Linked DNA regions of Mus musculus: all the other regions are linked to region 1. A link is a contact called in public HiChIP or PLAC-seq and promoter capture Hi-C data. All regions are on one chromosome and are shown on one strand. The core of a region is the stretch at or near the end of the contact, and the rest is flanking DNA. Distances in the headings are between cores, read along the strand shown.

Region 1 (3,169 bases), core at 315-2,814:
CCTTTTCCCCATCTCATAAACAAGGCTAGAGCTTTGCTTACAGGAAAAACACCCCAGGTTCCCCTGCAACCTTTCTTTGTGACCTTGGATGTTACCCCATCAGTTAAGTTTCTACTCACCAAGTAGGAGCCGCCCTGTGATCTTGGATTCCTCAGAAACTCTAGTCCTCTCTGAGGCACTCCCAGACATGTTCTTGGCCACACCTTTCTTTCTGAGACCCTCACTTCCTCTTAAGTATATAGCTTAGAATCTATATTAAAAATCTCTTCTAATAAAGTCTGATTGTCTCACATATTGGTTCATCCTGAAATGTTTTGCTGCAGCAAAGTCAAGAATCAGTTTTTCTCCGAATCCAGGTCCCTAATAGATAAGGGAACTCCTCAGACTTGCTGGTGGCTGTCTGGAAGAACATCTCGTCCCTGCTGACAATCCTCCTTCCAACTTTGGAAAGACCTTAAGGACAACCCTGAGCTTATTCAGATAATAAAAAAATAACATCTCTGCTTAAGGTCAGTTGATTAGCAATTTGAATTCCATCTGTAGGCTGAATGACAAACATCTGTTTCCCAGGAATTATTAGATGACTATGCCTCTGTGTGGACGGAGGTGGAGGTGGGAAGGGGCAGAGGAGGACAGCAGGGCCAGCCTGAGCTATATTCTGGGGTACAGAGGGGGAGTGAAACCACCTCAAACAACAAGAACAAAATTATTAGGAGATGCTGTGGCAAATTTCTTGAGTCTTAACACTGATATTTGCTAACATGGGAATTGCCATTCTTCTTGTGTTAAAATTTATTTAATCGGGCTTAGCTCGAAGGCCAGAAAATAGGACTCAAGATCTTGAATCTTTATGAGAAAGGGTGGGCGAAGTTCTCTTAATGACATCTGGAGATAGTGCAATAGATTTGTGGAGAGATTGAGTGGGTGAGGAGTGCCTATCCTTAACTGAAGCTGAGGGTATAAAATTCCAGCAAAAGGAATCAAGTAACAAACTTTCTCCAAGGCTAAGAAAAACCAAAGAGTTCAATAGGTCTCCATGAAGATCAGATACTACTGAATTGACAAGATTGATTAGTGTAGTCTTCATAGGTAAAGGCTACCTGTGGTTCAATCCAAGAGCAGATATAACAAGGTTATTCTATTATTCAATATGAGCTAAAGAATACAATCAATATGAGTTAAAAGTATGAAGAAAAGGGAGCAGGTTCCACCGAGATTTGAACTCGGATCGCTGGATTCAGAGTCCAGAGTGCTAACCATTACACCATGGAACCAGCACGGAGGCAGCAGTGCCTTCGGGTCTCTAATGCTGACAAAACTCCGCCCCCAACCGGAAGCCAGATACTAAAAGATTTACACTTCGCTTCTCTGAATGATTGGGGAGAAGAACAAGCCAAAGGCTCCAAGGACCATTTTAGGATTGTTTTTCCTGTATGCCTTCCCAAAGCCGGGTGAGAATGTGGTGTCCACTCCTGCGCATTCCACCCTGCCTAGCTTATGGGCGGGGTGCCATCTCTCCGGAAGTACTTTCTGCGAGGGGCTGGGGCCTTCCGGAAGTGACGCATACAGGGCGGGGCTCGTCACCGGGTCCGGCAGCTGAAGCTCCTCGCTCGCTCGGGTTACCCCTGCAGCGACGCCCCCTGGTCCCGCCGCCGTTGCCACCGCCGCTCCCGCCCCTCAGCTCCTCGGCCGCGCCATGGGCACCCGCGACGACGAGTACGACTACCTCTTTAAAGGTGAGGCCGTGGGCCAGCGAGAGCCCATTTGGGGCCCGAGACACTCCCGGGGGACCCGCGCAGGGCCAGCCCTGCCCTGGTCGGAGTCCGCCTCGGCGCTTCCTTCCTGCCGCCCCGTCGGGGGTCCCGCCGCTCGTCCGGGTTCCCGCGCCCTTGGGAGGCCTGACGAGCCGCGGCGCCCCTCTCTGTATGTCCTCCCCGATGGCTGCGTCCCTCACGGCCGTGCAGTTCCTTCCCTGGGCGTCTCGAGCCCCTCCTCTTGGATGCTGCTGCTCGTCTCACGTCCCCCCTCTGACAGGCCCCTGCCTGGGCTGAGCACCCATATCGGGACACCCACTGGCTCGGGGGGCGGGGGTGTTGCTTTTTCTCTTTTCTGTTCGTTTCCCTTTTCTTCCCTTCCCTCCTCGTGAGCCTTTTCCTGGGCTTCGGCCAGATTCGCCCGTCCCCGGGCCCCCACCCCCATCCCCGCAGACCTCGAGGTCAGTACCCGCGGACTGTCCCCTCCCTCCCCACAGACGGGCAACTAATGTTTAGCACTCCGGAGCGACCTGGCTGGTGGGAGGGAGAGAAGGGGAGGGCAAGAGGGGCTGTCCATCACTCCTGGCGTTCATGCACTTGTCGCAGTGTCCAGGCAAGCAGATGACTTCCCACCTCGCGTTTTTCTTTTTTTTTTTTTTTCCCCCCCTTTTCATCTCTGTCCCTGCCTAGCTACAACCAGACCGGGATAACTCCTTTTACTTGGCTTTCGAGAAGGGGCTGCGGATGGGTGGTGGCTGTTATCCCTGCCAGACCTGAAGGCCCAGTTCCCGAACAGGAAAGGTTGTGCGCTGCACAAATACTAGCGAGCTTATCACTGTGGACTGGTTGCTTCCTGCTGCAATACTGGGAGGATCCGACAGGAAGGGAAGAACCCTGGTTGGTCACATACCTTTCCCAAACAGTGAGAGAGGGTTATAGTGCTAGCGTGCCCTTTTAGTGAAATCAAGAATTTATTACAGGATGGGGGGAAATGTGGAGCCGGTGGACAGAACAGGGAAGAATGTAAATAGAGACTTGCTTATGGGTTGAGTCCGCGAAGAAGCTGAAGTGAAAGGATACAGTTCTCAGTGACGAGAGAGTACAGTGAACGCTTTTTTTGTTCATGAATGCGCTCTCACTTTCGTAGCCTTGCTCTGCTCCTGAATTAGAAGGGCAGCCATCAGTAATTTGTTGAACAAAGATCATTGCCAGTGAGGAAGAAGCCCTTGCTTTTAAAGCTTTTCTGGGGAGGGTGGAGTTTCAAGAGTGTTAAGCATGGTGAGTGTTCCTGGCTTTGCCATTGGGTGCTAAGAGTGATTGGACTAAGTGAAGAAGCAGGAAACATTTCCAAATTCTTTACAAGTCTTGACATATTAGCTGCTAGTACACCCTTATCAAAAGTTACTCCGAATATT
Region 2 (3,169 bases), core at 400-2,899, 500 kb after region 1:
ATAAGAAAGCAGGCTGAGCAAGCCAGGTGAGGCAAGCCAGTAAAGAACATCCCTCCATGGCCTCTGCATCAGCTCCTGCTTCCTGACCTGCTTGAGTTCCAGTCCTGGCTTCCTTGGTGATGAACAGCAGTATGGAAGTGTAAGCCGAATAAACCCTTTCCTCACCAACTTGTTTCTTGGTCATGATGTTTGTGCAGGAATAGAAACCCCGACTAAGACAACTAGGATTGCAAAAATGTGCTGTATATCACTCATTTGTGTCTACTGATAAACCATGGTCACTGAGGGCTGCCAAGATGCCTTAGCAATTCAAGCCACCTGCCTGCTGATGCCCCTGGGAGCCACATGGTGGAAGGTGAGACCTGACTCTTGCTCAGTGGCACATGTGTACCCACAGACACATAAATGTAACAAAAGTAAAACTAAAAAATGTAGTCATTGAAGGCAAGGAAAGCTGCTTTCCCCAAGGACGGCGAGGCCTACGTTTCAGGAAAGACCGGGCTTCGTATCATAGTATATTAACATAGAGACTTTGGCAGATTATTATTCTTTTTTGTTTGTTTGTTGTTGTTGTTTATTTTTTGTTTTTCGAGATAGGATTTCTCTATGCAGCGCTGGCTGTCCTGGAACTTGCTTTGTAGACCAGGCTAGTCTAGAACTTGGAGAGCCACCTGCCTCTGTCTCCTGAGTACTGGGATTAAAGGTATACACCACCACTGCTGGGCTATTCTTGTACTAGAACATTCCTTCTACAACAGTTTCTTTTGCCTTGTTTGTTTGTTTGTTTGTTTCCACATAAAGTTTAATTAGTCAAGTTAATGAAAATATTAAAAATTTTGAGTTAGTTATGGCATCAGAAATTTAACTTTTGTTGCAAATAATACAGTATTTGGTGTTTCTGTCAAGATGCTATGCTGCCGAGAGAGCAATTGCATTAAATCTTAACTCATCAGGGTCACGTTCCATGAACTTCTTGCAAACTTTTATGACATCCTCTAACAACGTCTCATCGCTAGTTTTCCCATGGTTAATTGGAAATGGTTTCCATCCATCTAATTCATAGAGATGCCCATCTACATGTACTAACGCAATAAAATGAAGATCTACTTTTTCATCTATACTTGGTGCCTCAGTCTGACCTTCATGTGCACTGGTTTCATGAGTAACTCGAATAGCGTCATAGTTCTCCAGGTATTTGGCTCTCTCTTCAGGGCTCATTGATACAGACTCCTCCAGGAACTTTTTCAATGTTGACCCTGATTCAAAGTGCACCTTGTCTTTGTTGTTTGCAATGGCATGGATTAGTCCAATCGTTCCAATCGTTCCACAGGCATTGCTGATGGTTTGTTTCATAAAATATACTGATGATGTCACATCTTGTCCTTGAGATTTTATCTTTTCTTCCTCTTCTGTTCTGAAGACTTCATACTTTTCTGTGATAGGGAAGAGGAGTAACACTGCGCACACTGGTCTTGGTATGATGCTAAGAAGTTCAGACTCCATCCCGTACACATCAACAAACTGCCAGTTAGGATGCAGGCCTAATTGCTTGAGAAACTGGTTGGTGACCTCAGGGTTGGCCTCCAGTGGCAGCCAGCGTTGACCCTCCATGACTGCTCCGTCGGCCTCTCTCCAGCTCTGACCTTGCCTTGTTTAATATTGGTAACTAAATAACTCCTGGGTTAACCATAAATGGAATTTGTTGCATCCCTATTTCTGAGTGTGGTAATTAAAAAAAAAAATCTAAGCCATTTTCATATTAAAAAGCCTTACCATCTTTAGCAGGGAAAGATAAGGGGAAAGAGTTGGAAAAGTACCAGAAACAAGTGACAGGTGTTTTGGTGAGTTATGTTTCAGCTTGCTCTCCAGTCACAGGAGGAGTGTAAATTGCTGGTGATCATGTGAGGCAGAGGGGATGGAGGGTGAGCGGAAATCAGTGGTTCCGGAGGCACCGACCCTTCCATCACCAGAGGCTTGCCCACTGCTGGGGACCTGAGACAACTCCTGGGCAAGTTGCTTTCCTGATAGACAGGGCTGCCCATGGGGACTAAGGCTTGCTTTAGTCTTCAAGGTAATAAAAATGGATGTGTGCAAGAAGACTAGTAGGATGGAGTCCAAAGACTAAAGAGGAACTGGAGAAACAGCTGGCATTCACTGAGGGCTTTCTGGTCTCTGTAGTCACGGATATTCTACAAGAACGGTTACCAGAGTCCATTGTACCAGTTGGCGATGTGAAGCTCAGGGAAGCTTAGTAGTTTCATAGGGTTGTATAACTGGTAAGCTGTGGATCTAGGTTAGAGCCTAGGTCAGGCCTCGGCTAACATCATTCCCCACCCCACTGTGTAAAATGCAGGAGGATTTTGTAGTGTTGTACTTTTCTAAACTAGACATTACCCACATATAGCTATTTATATCTAAATTAACTAAAATTCAGTACAGTTTAAATACCAGTTTCTCAGCCATACTAGTTACCTTTAAAAGCCTTATTGGCCACTGTGGCAACTGTTTTGGGCAGCATACATGTAGACTATTTCTGTCATTGTATAATGTCTGTGAGTACTGGTCTAGAAGTCAACCATCTTGTCCTTTAGTTAATTCTTGCCCTTTTGCTTTGCAAAGGACAAAATGAAGGATGAGAAAAGAGGCAACTCATTCAACCAAAGAACACAGTTGATCCAGGCTCTTAGCCTGGCTGCACAGTGGAGTCTCCCGTGCCCTCTGTCTTTCCTTAAAACACAAACCGTAGAATTTAGAAGTAGTGATTTTTTTTTTTCTGTGCCTCCAGCTTCACTCCGTCTCTCTGTTGCTAGATTCTTTCTTCTGAAGCTTTTCTCTCAAGTTCAAAGGGTATATCCGAGTTGGCTTCCCCCAAGGAAATAAAAGATGTTTGTTGGAAAGGAATTCCACGCTTAATATATGAAGCGGCCCTTGGATCCCTTTGCTTCCTTCTTTGCCTTCCTTCCAGGCACTTTGTAATTGAACTTGCAGCTGCTAACCATCTGTCTTCCAAACAGTTCAGATGACAGAGGTTTGTGTGCCTCAAATGCTCGCAGCTGCCTGTTATTTGCTGTCCACATACATGGCATTTGTGTAGGCCAGATAGAATTAGATTATGACCAAAATGACAGTGGATCCCAGCATAGTGCTGGGATTGATTATAGGCATGTAT
Region 3 (3,169 bases), core at 310-2,809, 480 kb after region 1:
TTATCTTGATGCTGATAGACTAAATGGGAAGTTGGTAGACTAAACCTAGAGTCTTTAAGGGGTGGGCAAGATAGACAGTGTCTCATGTGGCCCAGGTTAGGTCTGAAACTTGCTAGGTAGAGGAGGAACTTGCTAGGTAGCCTTCTGATCCTCCTGCCTCCGTTTGGTCAGTGCATGCCCCTCAATACCTATTTATGTCCTGGTGATTAAAAAAAAAAGATTTATCTGATTTATTATTATCATCATTTTAATTTTTCTTTTTTTTAAGATTATTCATTTATTATATGTAAGTACACTGTAGCTGTCTTCAGATACTCCAGAAGAGGGAGTCAGATCTCGTTACAGATGGTTATGAGCCACCATGTGGTTGCTGGGATTTGAACTCAGGACCTTTGGAAGAGCAGTCGGGTGCTCTTACCCACTGAGCCATCTCATCAGCCATTTTAGTTTTTCACGACAGGGTTTCTCTGTGTAGTCCTGGCTGTCTTGGAACTCACTCTGTAGACCAGGTTAGTCTCCAACTAGGGATTTCCACCTGTTTCTGCCTACCGAGTGCTGGGATTAAAAGTGTGTGCCTGACTTTATTTTTAATGATGTTTGTGTGTGTTTGGGTATGTACACAAGAGTACATGTACCCTCAGAGGCCAGAGGCATGGTATCCACTACAGCTGGAAGTTACAGGTGGTTGTGAGCTGCCCAAACACGAATGCAGGGAACCCAACTAGAGTCCTGTTAAAGCAAGAAACACCCTCAACTTCTGCGCTAGCTGTCCAGGCTACTCCAAACTTGACTTTGCCAAAAGGCTTAGAAAACGAAAAAGAGGATATGAGATTGGATACATTTAGGTCGGCTGACCCCATTAATTAGACTTCAATCTGCTCTCAAAATAGGCTTCACTAATTTACCACCTCTGCAGCACGGAGTTCTCAGCTGTGTACCTCCATTTTAGTAGAATTAAAATAGAAAAATCATGTCAGTTTAGTTTAAGGAGTCTCTTGACAAGTTTTCTTTTATTTTGAGACTGGGTCTCACAATGTATCCCTGGCTGTGTAGACCAAGCTGGCTTCGAATGCGTACACATCAGCCTGCCTCTGCCTCTTGTACTGGAATTAAAAATGTGCACTCCTGGCTTTTGTTCAATTTAGTTTGCTCTTACTCAATTCCGCTTGGCCTCAGGACACGAAAAGGGGTCCTTTTCTTATTTATTTTGTACTTTTGTCTGGGTCAAAATGACCCAGCCCAAGGGAGGAGAAGAGTTGAGATAAATAGGCCAAGCAGCCCCACTCAAAGGCAAGATGACCTGCGTGCAAGAACCTCGTACAGCAGCCACCTGGATACCGCTGGTCAGCAGAGGGCGCCCGGAAAGCCTCCCTTTAACTCCGCCCCAAGCCAATGCGCCGCGCCTCCCGTGACGTATTTCCGCGTCATCTGCCTCTGAGGCTAGTCCCCATTGGCTGTCGGCGAAGCGACGGGGGCGGAGTCAGGCGGGCGTGAGGGAAGCGCTGCAGCCCCCGTGGGGGCGGGGCCTGCTCGTTTCCCCGCCCCTCCCTCACCCTCCAGTCCCTCACTGGGACGTCTGTGCGCGGCGTCTCGGAGCGCCGGAGCAGCGGTGGCCGCACTTTCTCCAAGCTGGGGCTGTAGCTGAGCTGTGGGTAGTGCGCAGGGAGCCGTCCGAGCCCGAGGAACCGGTGTGCTGAGGCGAGAGTTCCCGGCCGGCGAGCGCGCGCAGCTGGTTCTCCGCGTGGGTTGGGCGGAGGGTCCCAGGAGCGCGGCGTTGATCGAGCCGCCCCGACTCTGGGCAGAGCCGAGGGAGGAAGCGAGAAGCGGCCGCGCGCTCCCTGCTGAGTTGCAGGCTCTTTCCCGGCTGCAAGATGCCCAAGAAGAAGCCGACGCCCATCCAGCTGAACCCGGCCCCCGATGGCTCGGCGGTTAACGGGACCAGCTCGGCCGAGTGAGTACCGGGAGTGGCCGGGAGGCCGCCACCGCCAGGCGAGGCTTCGTCACGTACGGCCCGGCTGGCGGGGGGCGAGGAACTCCGGCCGCCGGGCTATCAGTGACTAAGCACTGATTGGGTGCCTGACTCACATCGACCGTGCACCCTACAAGTCCCGATCCCCCTCTTTCCCAACAGTGTCTGTCGTCCCTGGCCACCGACATCAATCTTCGCCCAAGAAAACGAAACCTAATGCGTCCCCCCCTAGCTATTGCCTAAAGGGCATACTCTGGGATTCTGGCCTGTAACAAGACGCAGAGCAAATTCAGGTCGCTTCTCATTAACCTTTGAGACCTCCTCGGGGTCTGAGTGTGGACTTGGGATGGGTGAGCCCCATTTACTTTTGGTGCCTGACACCTGTGGGGCCTTGTGGCCGGTTGATCGCCTGGCCAGCGGGGGCGTGTGTTCACAGATTTCCCCATGGCTTTTCCCTGGTTCACTTTGGGGACTCCCTCATCCGTGGCCTTTTTCTTGAGAAGTACCTTGCTCGAGGGAGGAGTCTCTCTTCATCTGTCCGTTCATGCAACAGTTCATCCCCTCACCGGTTATTCTCCCAGCTTTGCTTAGTTGACCGGGAGCCGGAAATTGACTTGAGGCATAAGAACGATGACCAGGGAAACAAAGCCAAAGGTTGCTCGGTATCTGCAGGGGCCAGTGTTGCTTACAGACAGATAAGAGTTTATTTCATAAGGTGGGTTTCTGAGCCCACCTGTTGGGTTTCTTCTTCATCTTTCCCTGAGGTCAGGAGACTTGAGAGGTATCTGATAAAATGAAAGTAGCTTCAGGCATTCTGTCCTTTGGAGATTATTGTAACCCCCCTCCCTCCTTTCCCTAGATTTTAATAACTCAGGACCTGTTGGTATGGTTACTGTCATTGATACCTGCAGTAGTATCAATGGCAGGGCTGGTAGTGGTGGATTTGTGTGAGCATAGCCAGATTATTAAGACTTGCTTCAAACACATCTTTTCTTTAGGTCCTTGACATTGCCCTTGACGTTGGATTTGTAACATATGTCTTTGAGCAGCATAATTAGCATTTGTTCAGTGTGTATGTACAGCAGTTTACCCCCTGTAAAACAGACTGCAAGTCCCCCTCCCCTCTTTCAAGGTAAGGTATTCTTCAGCAACTCTTTTCAGGACAAATATTTTTGTGAGACAATGGAGTGGGATGGGTAG
Region 4 (3,169 bases), core at 480-2,979, 360 kb before region 1:
AAGAATAGTAGTTGCAGTAGCCAGTCAGGTAGCAGACAGGGAGAATCCCAATGCCCGCTCCTCAGTCAGTTCACTGGGAAGAAGAGTCCAGTCTCCCAACACTCTACCCGGTGTCCCGGCCTGAAGCCTCAGAAGTATTTAATAAAGCGCGGGTGCGGTTGCCAGCCAGGATCCCGCGTTCCTGGAGCTTTGGGAAGAACAGGAGGGAGGAGGAGGAGGAGGAAGAGGAGGAGGGGAAGTGCAACTATTCCTTAATCCTTTGGGCTCCGCAAAGACAGACAAGACACCTCTCTGACATTTCCCTGGCGCCGCGTTCACCTGACAACTCCGGGCCCTCCCGCTTCTGCGGCCCAGCCCCACGCACCGAGCTTCTATGGGCTCCCAGCCGGGTTCAGGGTCTCGGAGGGAAAGGGGCGTGTCTTGCGGGGAGAGCAAGGGTCCGAGCTGTTTCCAGCACTCTCCCACCCGCTGTTTTCCTGGAGATGGGCCTGGGGTTGGCCCAGCGGAGGCTCCTTTCCACCACCCCCCGCCTCCCTCCCTGTCTCCCTCCCACGTGGCCTGGCCCAGTCTCTCTGGAAAGCCGCAGCAGCTGGAGAAAAATCCCCCTCCCCACCCCCACTGCCAAGTCCCTCCCCGACTCGCCCCGGACACATCCTTAACTCCCCCCTCGGCAGGGAAGGCAAGAAGTAATCGAACAAAGCGGGCAGCCCATCCCCCTCCAGGCCCTACCACCTAACCTCCTTTGGGCTGTCCCCCAAACGCACACCCCACTGAGAGTGAGAGGGCCGGGGGTGGTAAAAACAGCTTTGGCATACACACTTGGACACTTCGTCTCCCCCCGCCCCCAGTCCTTTCTTTGGTGTGGACAGTTGTGATCCTTACCCTTGACCCTACCCAACACTAGGACCTGGGCACTGGAGGGGGCCTTGCTGATCTCGTCCACGCTTCCCTGGTCCGCCCTTGGGGGTGGGGCAGGAGTGACACGCGTCCCATCCAGAGAGCGAGTGTTGGACGCGTTCGGCAAAGCAACTGGTTTCCTGCCCTTCCCCCAGCCCCACTCCGAACCCTGGGTTTGGGTCCACAACACCTCCACATTCCCCCAACCTCCCTAGCTGGCCCCAGGGGCCACACCCATTGGGCAAAGTTGAGTGTGGTTTTTCTCACCGCCGCCCCCATCAAGAGCAAGGACACTCCCCAAAAGCCAAGGCCAAATATTAGCTCAGTCCCATCCAGTTACACACGCACCCGACACAAATGGAGGTGTAAGTGTACACTCCCTCCCCGCCCGCTCTCTCAGGCACACTCGCGACCGCGAGACGCTTGCGGGCAGGGCAGAATCATGTCCCGCTTGCAGCCACCCGCGCGCTGGCGATGCTACCCGGCGCCTTAGGCACGCGCTGTGGACACGTTCCCCCGCAGGACACCCCCACCCCCGCAGGACACACACATGCAAACCTCACATGCACAAGGGCCACGCGCAGGGGGACACGCACGGTGCCAGGCTGTGCACAGCAAGGACACACACCCCCTGGGGGCAAGTCCCCACAGCCCCCGGCGCGCAAGCATCGCGGGCGCCGGGGACGCCCACTCGCGACTGCGGCCACCCGGGCCCTTACCGCGCGCGGACAGCAGGCAGAAGGTCAGCACCAGGAGCCCGCGGCCCGTGTCCGCCCGCGCCATAGGGCCGGGCTCGGGCCGCTGCCGCCGCGTCCGGGCGCCTGGGCCGCCGCCGGGGGAGGGCGCGCCGGGCGTCAGTGGCTCCGGGAGGCGCGGCGCCGCGGGCGGGGGCGCGGCCTCCGGGGCCGGGGCCCGAGCGGGGGCCGGCGCGGGGGCCGGGGCCGCGGCCAGCTCGCCCGCCCCTCCATCGCCATCTTGGGCTAGCGGCCCACGCGGGGGCGCCCCGCCAGTGTGGCCACCCTGCACCACAGGGGACACGCGCCCGCGCGCCACCAGCCTGCTCCTGCGGCTCACTCAGCACGCGGGAGCCTCCCGCTCCTCGGGTCACCTCAGGCTCCTTTCTGTTCATCTTTTTACCTGAGCCTCTGGATCTCTGTTCCCTAACCCTACCATGACTCTACCTTCAGGGTCGCCTCCACCTCTGTTCCAGGCTCAGTTCACTGAGACCTGTCCTTTTCCAACTCACAGCCTGACCTGAATCCTGTTTAGCCTCTCCACAGGCTGCACCAACAGACTCTCTGAGGACACTACAATTCCTTGTCCCCGCTACCTCTTCCATGCCAAGCTGAGGGATTCTCTTGGCTTCCTTCCTTCCTCCTCAGTAGCCAACCCAGTCTGTACTGTGTTCCACCTCTGTGAGGGACAACGAAGACTTGCTTACCACCATTTTACATACCTGCATACTGGGAATATTTGGGTTTGTAGTGGGGACTCCCTAAGGACAGGAGGCTTAAAGCAGCAGGTGCAGGGCCTGCTAATGGTGTTGAGCCTCCACCGGTCCACTCTCTTTTTCAGAACTGCCTCTTTTCCAACTGAGCTGGCCAGGTTAGTTGCCTCAGTGTGTCTAAAGCTGGGGGAATCAAATGTCAGGTTGGGTTGGGGAGAGAAAAACATACTAAACGTCTATTTAAAATGATGCGTTTGTGATGGGAGAGATGGCTCAGCGGTTAGAGTGCTTATTGCATTTGCAGAGGACCTAGATTTGGTTCCGGTACCCACCCAGGCGACTCACATCAGTCTGTAACTCTAGCTCCAGGAGGTCTGATACCACTGGGCTCTGTGGCATCTGCACCTACAAGCAGACACACAATTAGATACAATTTAAAATAAATAAAAATTATATATATATATCCGGATTTTGAGGCTAGAGAGGTGGCCCAGTGGCTAGAGTGCTTCCTGCCCTAACAAAGGACCTGGGTTCTGCTCCCAGCACCCATATGACAGCCATAACCATCTGTAATTCCATTTCCAATGAATCTGATGCCCTCTTCTGGGCTTTGTAGGCACTTTCCTGCACATGGTGCACATAAACTCATGCAAGTACACACATACACATAAAAAAAAATTTTTTTTTAAAGGAAAAATGCTACATTCTTCCTTTTCTTGTATCCATTGGCATCCCCATGATTTAGAATCATTTCCATTCCGGCTCACATGCTGCCAGTAAGTTCTATCCCTTTTGGGGAGGAAGAAGTTCCTGTACCCTCAAACC
Region 5 (3,169 bases), core at 196-2,695, 350 kb after region 1:
CGCTGGGCACAAGTATCCTTGCCACAGAGAGCTGGGAAGGCGGGGAGCCCTAACCTCCTGGTAAGCATCCTCCAACCTGCGGGAGGCCCTGCTGTATAGGCTCCCGGAGGGACCAGGCGTGGGAGAATCTGATCCCAGTCACTTGGACCGGTTTTTCTCGAGAGCATCACCAGCCCGGAAAGAGGCCGGCTGGCCTCGCAGCAGGCACTCACGGGGACGGATTCTGAGACGCGACGACAGTGGGATGGAGCGTGGGAGGCAGTTCCAGGAAAAAGCATCTGGGGTTCGAGGGCTCTGGGGCCCGCCAGGCGGAGACCCAGAGCTCCCAGACTACAGACCGATCGTGACTCCGTCCCACTCGCAACCTTGGTCCCGGGAAGGAACGGTTTTACCTATTTTTCAAGTCTTTTTTTTTTCCTCCTAAAAATTAAAAGACTAAATCAAGTCTTAGGGGAAGGTGCCTGCGCAGGGCTGCCACCAGGACCACTGTGTGCCCAGCTACAACACTACCGCCCGCGTTTGGGAGAGAAGTTAGGAAGTTCGGGACAGCCGCCCACGAGCGCAGGAAGAGGGACTCGCTTCTCTTTTAACTTTGGGTGTTGGGGTCTCCGCCGAGGGTCGGAGGTATGTAGCCAGGGGCGACCCGCAGGACTGCAGGGCGTCCGGGATTCCCTCAGTGAAAGTGGGTAGACAGGATCAGGAGGAAAAAAAGAGAGTGAGTCCACGTTGCGCGTGGCACCGGCTGGGCTTGGGCTCCGCGGGGACCTGCGCGCGGCCCCGCAGCTCTGCGTCGGGACCCGGGTCGGAAGGACGCGGTGCGGGGCGAAGGTCCCGCACATCTAGAATGGCTCTCGGCCGGGAGACCCCAGATTCGCGCAGAGCTGGCAGGTTCCTTCTTCCGGACACCCGCACCGCGACTCTCGGGTCTTCCCCCGCACGTGGAGACGCGGCGGCCGCTGCGTCCTGACTGCGGCCAGAGGACGCGCGCCTGGCCCAGCCGAGGCTCTCTACGTCTCGCATAGACCCCCGGGCGCTCCCGCAAGCCCAGCCATCCACCTTCTGCCCCTCGCCAAACTCGCCTTCTAGAGCCGGGACCTGGCCACGGAGGACCCACGGAGCTGGTGGAAAGTTAGTCGCGACGCTGCAAAGCCCCCTCCCCTGAACTGGAACCCACACCCCGACCCAATGCACCCACAGTGCTCCGAGGCTCCGGGTCCCCGCGGACCCCACCCAACCATCTACCTGCTTCCGTGGCGCGCCCCGGGCTTGGGCCAGCCAGTCGCGCGGTCCTATACCCCGGAGCCGGAGCGGCTTCAGGTCCCCAGGCAGGAGAGGGAGCTGCGAACCGCCCCGAGCCGGGCAGCCGGCTCCGGGCACTGAGAACGAGTGAGCAAGCAGGAGGCTGGAGCCGCTGCGACTGCTGCCACGGCAGCCCCCACCCCCCTGCGTCCCTCGGCCCCTCCCTCTTCCCTCCTCCCTCCGCTCTCCCTCTCCCTCCCACCTCTTTTCAGACCCTGCGATCGCGCGCATTCCCTCGCTCTTTTTCCTAGCTTTCTCTCTGCCGGTTGCCTTCTTTAATTCCCTCTGTTCTCTTCTCACTTCCCTACTCTGCATCCACCCGTTATCGTTCTTTTACCGTTTTTCCCCCGCTCTCTCTTTTCTGTATCTCTTCCTTTTAACCCCTCGCGACTCCCTTCTCCCTCCCCCCCCCCTTTTTTTTTTCCTTCTGACCGACCGATTAGCGTGGCCTCTGCACCTGTTCTTTGTAGAAGCTCTGGCTGGCGAAGCTAGCCCAGGATGGAAGGGGACCAGGAATATGCCCCAAACTGAGCTTTTAACAAGCTGAGTACAGATAGATACCCAGGGAAAGCTAGAAAAGCAAAGAACTCAGTGTGCAGAACAAGCTGAGCTGCACCAGGTAAAGTGCAGACAGCCAGGCCCCAGAGTAAGAACTTGCCATGCTGTGGTCAACTCCAAAGGCTGGACTGCTGTGGTCAACTCCAAAGGCTGGACTTAAACCAGCGGGGCTTCTTGTAGACTTCAAGGTCTTCGAACAGGGGATGAGATGGGGGGTGGGGGGGGGCAGAGGAGGGTGCATGTTAATGATAGGGTGTCAGAGGCCTGGCACTGCACCCAGAGCCACCTGGAAGTCTTCAGTCAGGTGACACTTTAGACTACACCTCGTGTGCTTGTAAGTGGGTCCTAGCCAGGTGGTGGGAACACCTGCTGGTCACCCCTACTCCTTTCCAAGATATGAGGGGCTCACTCCTGCTTCCCTGTTTGCCAGAGGTGGGGGTGGTGGGGTGTTTCCTTCCCTTGAAGTGAGGTGGGGTCCCACACTTGGGAAAGGTGTCCTGCACCCGGAGGGAGAATTTTGCCACTAGAACAGGCAGATTGTCTGTGGCTTTGGGACAAGCCACTCGACCCAGGCTCCCGTGCAGCCTGAGGATCCAGCTCTTTCCCCAGGAGTGTACTCCCTGTCATCTGTCCATTTCAGCCCAGTGGGGTTTGGAGAAATAAGAAGAAGCCCTCTTCCCATTGGCCCACAACAGGCAGCCCTGCTCTGCAAGCACCAGACCAGGTTCATCCAGTAAGTGCTAGGCTTCTGCAGGAATGGTGTGAGCAGATGAGATCTTTCTGCATTGGGGTTTCAGGTCCCAAAACTCCAAACCAACCTCCCCAGCAGTTCCTTACCTTGGAATGTCAAACTAAACGGACAACAGATGGCAGAGCCTCTTGTTCACAACATAAAAGTAGAGCTTGAAACCGGGTGAAGCACTTAGCAAACACCCGGGTCACTCACCCGCCAGAGTGAGTCCCTCCTTAAATTCTGCACCCCAGGAGCTTCCTGCCTTCTCTAGTGCTCTAGCCCCTCCTTTGCAGGACCAACCATCTAGTGATATATGAAGTTCCCCATCTGGCAGTGAGGAGACCAAATCTGACATTGGAAAAAGTTCCCAACTTCATAGCCCTAGGGGGTGTGAGTCTCACACTGGGAAGCCAGCTCCACTCACTGTGACATTAGAAAGATCACTGAGTCCCTCTAGCTTCAGTTTCCCTGTTTGTAAAATGGGAATGCTAACATTACCACAAGCCTTCTGAGGATTAAACCAAAGCCCATTTCCTGGAACAGTGACTGGTGGCACTTGGCCACTGTCTGCGGTTAATA
Region 6 (3,169 bases), core at 487-2,986, 280 kb after region 1:
TGTCCATCTGCTTCCTGAAAAGATCTCCCAGAGACAGCCTCTCACACGCAAAGAGCCTACTGTTATTCATTGTAACTCCCTCAGGAAGTCTGCAGCCTCCACTCCAGCACAGACCTCTGAGGGGCTGGCCATGCCCACGTCTATGGTACCTGCTCCTATGACTTACTATCTCTCCCTGTCATAGGCCCCCATCCCAGGCCTTTGGTGATGGGTCCTCCCCTCAGGGCTTTGTGATTTATGCTTAGACCCTGATCGCAGCTTGGCCTCAGTGATTCAGACATATGCTGCCTGAGTCCAGAAACCATCGGTTAATTTTTTTTTCCTGTAACTACCTTACAGTGGAGCAAGTGATCACCTTGGGGACATGTCTCCCCAAACGGAAGGATGAGGCCAGAGACCCCAAAAGTTTAATACCATGTTTTTTTTTGTTGTTGTTGTTGTTGTTTTGTTTTGTTTTGTCTTGTTTTTTACAAGATAGCCATAGATGACTCTGTAAAACTAAACTGGTTAAGGCAAATTGAATTTAAAAATCCTCAGTCACACCCAAGGGTTCAGTTCTTGCTTGGGACTAGCAGCCACTGTCCTAAACTGTACAGGTCCAGAATTCCACTCACAAAAAGCCCTTTCCAACAGTAGTGGTCTAGAAACTGGATTTGTGGATGGAAAGTGCTTCCTCTAGCTTCCCCAATGCCTTCTTACTTTAAAATAGGTCCATGGAGGGCTCCCAAGTGACCTAGACACAGTAACTGCATATTGGGAGTTCCTGCCCCCCTGAGAAACAGCTCTAGACATGTCAATGTTCCCCAGAGCCTAGGAAAGACACAGAGTGTTCCTCGTCATCCAGAACTGGAAGGAAGACATTCTTTTAAATGATGAAAGGCCCACTGAGCATCCACATCCCCAAGCCAACCACTCCTTCCTCCATAACTGAGCTACCCATGGTCAGCCTGCCATTCAAGGATGCTATACCTGGAGGTAAGGGGGAAGAGAAAACATGTGACACTCCTCATCTTTATTGACATGACCAAAGGGAGTTCAGAAACCCTGGAGACCAGGCTGCAGGAATGGCTCAGTCAGTAATGTGCTTGCCACAAATGCATAAGGACCTAAGTTCAATCCTCAGATTTCACATAGGTAGCAGGACGTGGTGTAATAGAGAGGCAGAGACAGACAGATCCCTGGAGCTCACTGGATAGACAACAAGACTGCACGGGCTGGTTTTGTGTGTCAACTTGACACAAACTGTAGTTATCACAGGGAAAGGAGCCTCCCATGAAAAAATGCCTCCATGAGATCCAGCTGTAAGGCATTCTCTCAATTAGTGATCAAGAAGGAGGGCCCATTGTGGGTGGTGCCATCCCTGGACTGATAGTCTTGGGTTCTCTAAGAGAGCAAGCTGAGGAAGCCAGGAGAAGCAAGCCAGTAAGTAACATCCTTCCATGACCTCTGCATCATCTCCTGCTTCCTGACCTGCTTGAGTTCCAGTCCTGACTTCCTTTGGTGATGAACAACAACATGGAAGTGTAAGCTGAGTAAACCCCTTCCTCCCCAACTTGCTTCTTGGTCATGTTTTGTACAGGAATAGAAATCCTGACTAAGACAAACCCTGCCTCATAAAACAAAATGTATGACGCCTGAAGAGAAATAGCACCAGAGGTTGTCCTTTGGTCTCTGTACACTTACATGGGCACACAAAGAAAGAAACCCCAGAGGTCATGAGATCACTTCCTCTTCCCCAAGATTGTTCTGATGTGTGACTGGAAGATGCCCACAGAGGGTTAAATTAAAAGCCAAGGACTTCTGTGGTGGCCAGGCAGCTCAACTGGAGTGCAGAAGGCAGTGGGAACCAGGCATCTAAGTGGGTTACCAAGAACTTCCACACGGCTCTTAAAAGCTGGAAACTTTCCATATGCCATGTCTGTAATGTATAGACAATTATTTTGCGCTGAATTTTTGTGTGTGTTTAATTCCGCGGTGACCGGCCCTCTTGCATCAGCCACTGGGCAATCACTCTTCTCTCTGCTCCATCTGCACAGTAATCTCTCTCTGCCCGTGTCACATATTCAATAAGTCCTCTCCTGGGCTTCCAGGGGGTGGGATGAGAGGAATGTCATATTTTAAATTAGTAACAGCTGTGATTTGAGTCCCCCCCTCACTAGCCCCCTGTTTCACCTCTACTGAAGCCCTAATAAAGATCATCAGCTCCCAAAAGCAACGCGGGTACCTTTCCTGCTGTGAGTCAGAGAACAGGCAGAGAGTTTCATCCGGGTCAGCTTGGAACCGAACCTTCTGGTGAGGCGTGCTCCCTGGGCTGTTTAGAGTCCTGCATAGTGTTCCTAGCCACAAGGCTCTGTCTGAATCTCCCAGCTGGACTCTTGGCTCTACCTCTGACCGAGGTAACAGCACAGGCCAGGAAAACAAGTTCAAGACCTGGCTGAGGCAAGCAGGGGCTGGAGAATTATAACTGGGTGGCAAGCTCACTCTTTCAGATGTATGCCCTGTTCCTGTAGATCCTAACAGCCACGTCTCCCTGAATGTCTCAGCTAGAGGTACCTGGCTCACCCCTGGAACTGGCCCAGAGTTGACACCAACAGATGGGACTGGGAGAGGGCAAGGGACCCTGAGAAAACAAAGTGACTCTCAGGGGGCAGTTCATTAAAATGCATCAAGGGACTCCAAACTCTGAGAATATTTTTTCTTTCTTTCTTTAAAAAAAAAAAAACAGAAAGGAATTTTAGCAGGAAATCAATCAACACACACGCTGTTAACTTATTCCATGACAAAAAGGAAACAAAAATCCCCATAAATTCCTGCAGCCTCTGGGTAGCCAACATCTAACCACCACTAATTAATTTCCAGAACTTCACTCTCCGGATGTCTTGAAACAGGGTCAATCTATCAGCCACAGGAAGTGTCTCAGGCCCTGCCCTGGGGGAGCTGTAAGTGGAGCCTCTTCTACAGAGAAGAGAAGGGACAGGGGAGCCAAGAGCCGGCGATGGGCACCCGTTTGGACTTTCTGCCCAGCTTCACCAGCAGGCTCCTGAACCAGCTCTTGCCAGGAGGAATAGCACCCTACAGGGCAGAGTACGGCGTGCCACCCCTGCGCTCTGTCTGGTTTCAGATGTAGCGTGCTTTGAATCTGAAATCAGACCCCACATCAAAGACTCCT

The links. Promoter capture Hi-C pulls out the DNA fragments that hold promoters and counts their contacts. HiChIP or PLAC-seq counts read pairs in DNA pulled down with a chosen protein or histone mark.
Region 2: a promoter capture Hi-C map of second pharyngeal arch cranial neural crest shows a contact between it and region 1, with 2.8 times the contacts expected there. The contact joins the promoter of Uchl4 here to the promoter of Rab11a in region 1. A contact is called at or near these places in 3 of 39 promoter capture datasets (cranial neural crest, frontonasal cranial neural crest and second pharyngeal arch cranial neural crest) and 4 of 115 datasets of contacts at active chromatin or transcription factors (T-cell acute lymphoblastic leukemia, embryonic basal ganglia, large pre-B cells and 1 more).
Region 3: an H3K4me3 HiChIP or PLAC-seq map of embryonic stem cells shows a contact between it and region 1, with 11 read pairs. The contact joins the promoter of Map2k1 here to the promoter of Rab11a in region 1. A contact is called at or near these places in 5 of 39 promoter capture datasets (the C10 cell line, HPC-7-derived erythroid cells, liver and 2 more), 3 of 484 Hi-C or Micro-C datasets (embryonic stem cells and muscle stem cells), 13 of 115 datasets of contacts at active chromatin or transcription factors (acute myeloid leukemia, astrocytes, bone marrow-derived macrophages and 10 more) and 1 of 9 other capture datasets (liver).
Region 4: a promoter capture Hi-C map of pre-B cells shows a contact between it and region 1, with 2.0 times the contacts expected there. The contact joins the promoter of Igdcc4 here to the promoter of Rab11a in region 1. A contact is called at or near these places in 3 of 39 promoter capture datasets (hematopoietic stem and progenitor cells, liver and pre-B cells), 2 of 484 Hi-C or Micro-C datasets (embryonic stem cells and regulatory T cells) and 1 of 115 datasets of contacts at active chromatin or transcription factors (embryonic stem cells).
Region 5: an H3K4me3 HiChIP or PLAC-seq map of forebrain shows a contact between it and region 1, with 6 times the contacts expected there. The contact joins the promoter of Megf11 here to the promoter of Rab11a in region 1. A contact is called at or near these places in 10 of 39 promoter capture datasets (the C10 cell line, the HPC-7 cell line, cranial neural crest and 5 more), 2 of 15 datasets of contacts at CTCF or cohesin (embryonic stem cells and large pre-B cells), 2 of 484 Hi-C or Micro-C datasets (both in embryonic stem cells), 20 of 115 datasets of contacts at active chromatin or transcription factors (the 230-238 cell line, acute myeloid leukemia, bone marrow-derived macrophages and 11 more) and 4 of 9 other capture datasets (adipose tissue, embryonic stem cells, macrophages and 1 more).
Region 6: an H3K4me3 HiChIP or PLAC-seq map of bone marrow-derived macrophages shows a contact between it and region 1, with 2.9 times the contacts expected there. The contact joins the enhancer-like site here to the promoter of Rab11a in region 1. A contact is called at or near these places in 1 of 484 Hi-C or Micro-C datasets (bone marrow-derived macrophages), 5 of 115 datasets of contacts at active chromatin or transcription factors (bone marrow-derived macrophages, cardiomyocytes, epiblast stem cells and 2 more) and 1 of 9 other capture datasets (adipose tissue).

What each region holds. Positions count from the first base shown.
Region 1 is chr9:64,736,151-64,739,319 of GRCm38.p6, reverse strand. Rab11a (RAB11A, member RAS oncogene family) reads left to right here and starts at 1,564. Exons shown (of 5, transcript NM_017382.5): 1 at 1,564-1,736. The coding sequence starts at 1,697. It overlaps n-TQctg9 (a tRNA gene), which reads right to left and starts at 1,274; the gene lies at 1,203-1,274.
Region 2 is chr9:64,233,681-64,236,849 of GRCm38.p6, reverse strand. Uchl4 (ubiquitin carboxyl-terminal esterase L4) reads right to left here and starts at 1,649. Exons shown (of 1, transcript NM_033607.1): 1 at 488-1,649. The coding sequence starts at 1,611. The coding sequence ends at 910. The region is part of intron 1 of Map2k1 (mitogen-activated protein kinase kinase 1); the gene reads left to right.
Region 3 is chr9:64,251,995-64,255,163 of GRCm38.p6, reverse strand. It overlaps Map2k1 (mitogen-activated protein kinase kinase 1), which reads left to right and starts at 1,559. Exons shown (of 11, transcript NM_008927.4): 1 at 1,559-1,951. The coding sequence starts at 1,872.
Region 4 is chr9:65,100,046-65,103,214 of GRCm38.p6, reverse strand. It overlaps Igdcc4 (immunoglobulin superfamily, DCC subclass, member 4), which reads right to left and starts at 1,729. Exons shown (of 20, transcript NM_020043.3): 1 at 1,617-1,729. The coding sequence starts at 1,680.
Region 5 is chr9:64,383,902-64,387,070 of GRCm38.p6, reverse strand. Megf11 (multiple EGF-like-domains 11) reads right to left here and starts at 1,445. Exons shown (of 25, transcript NM_001134399.1): 1 at 1,243-1,445.
Region 6 is chr9:64,457,523-64,460,691 of GRCm38.p6, reverse strand. All of the region lies in intron 1 of Megf11 (multiple EGF-like-domains 11), which reads right to left. Among named protein-coding and RNA genes, the nearest start is that of Megf11, 73 kb to the right of the region's middle. Within about 2 kb of position 1,736, at least 28 of the 459 cell types and tissues checked have an H3K27ac peak or open chromatin away from gene starts, as enhancers often do. A contact at or near this core is called in bone marrow-derived macrophages, where this site is marked.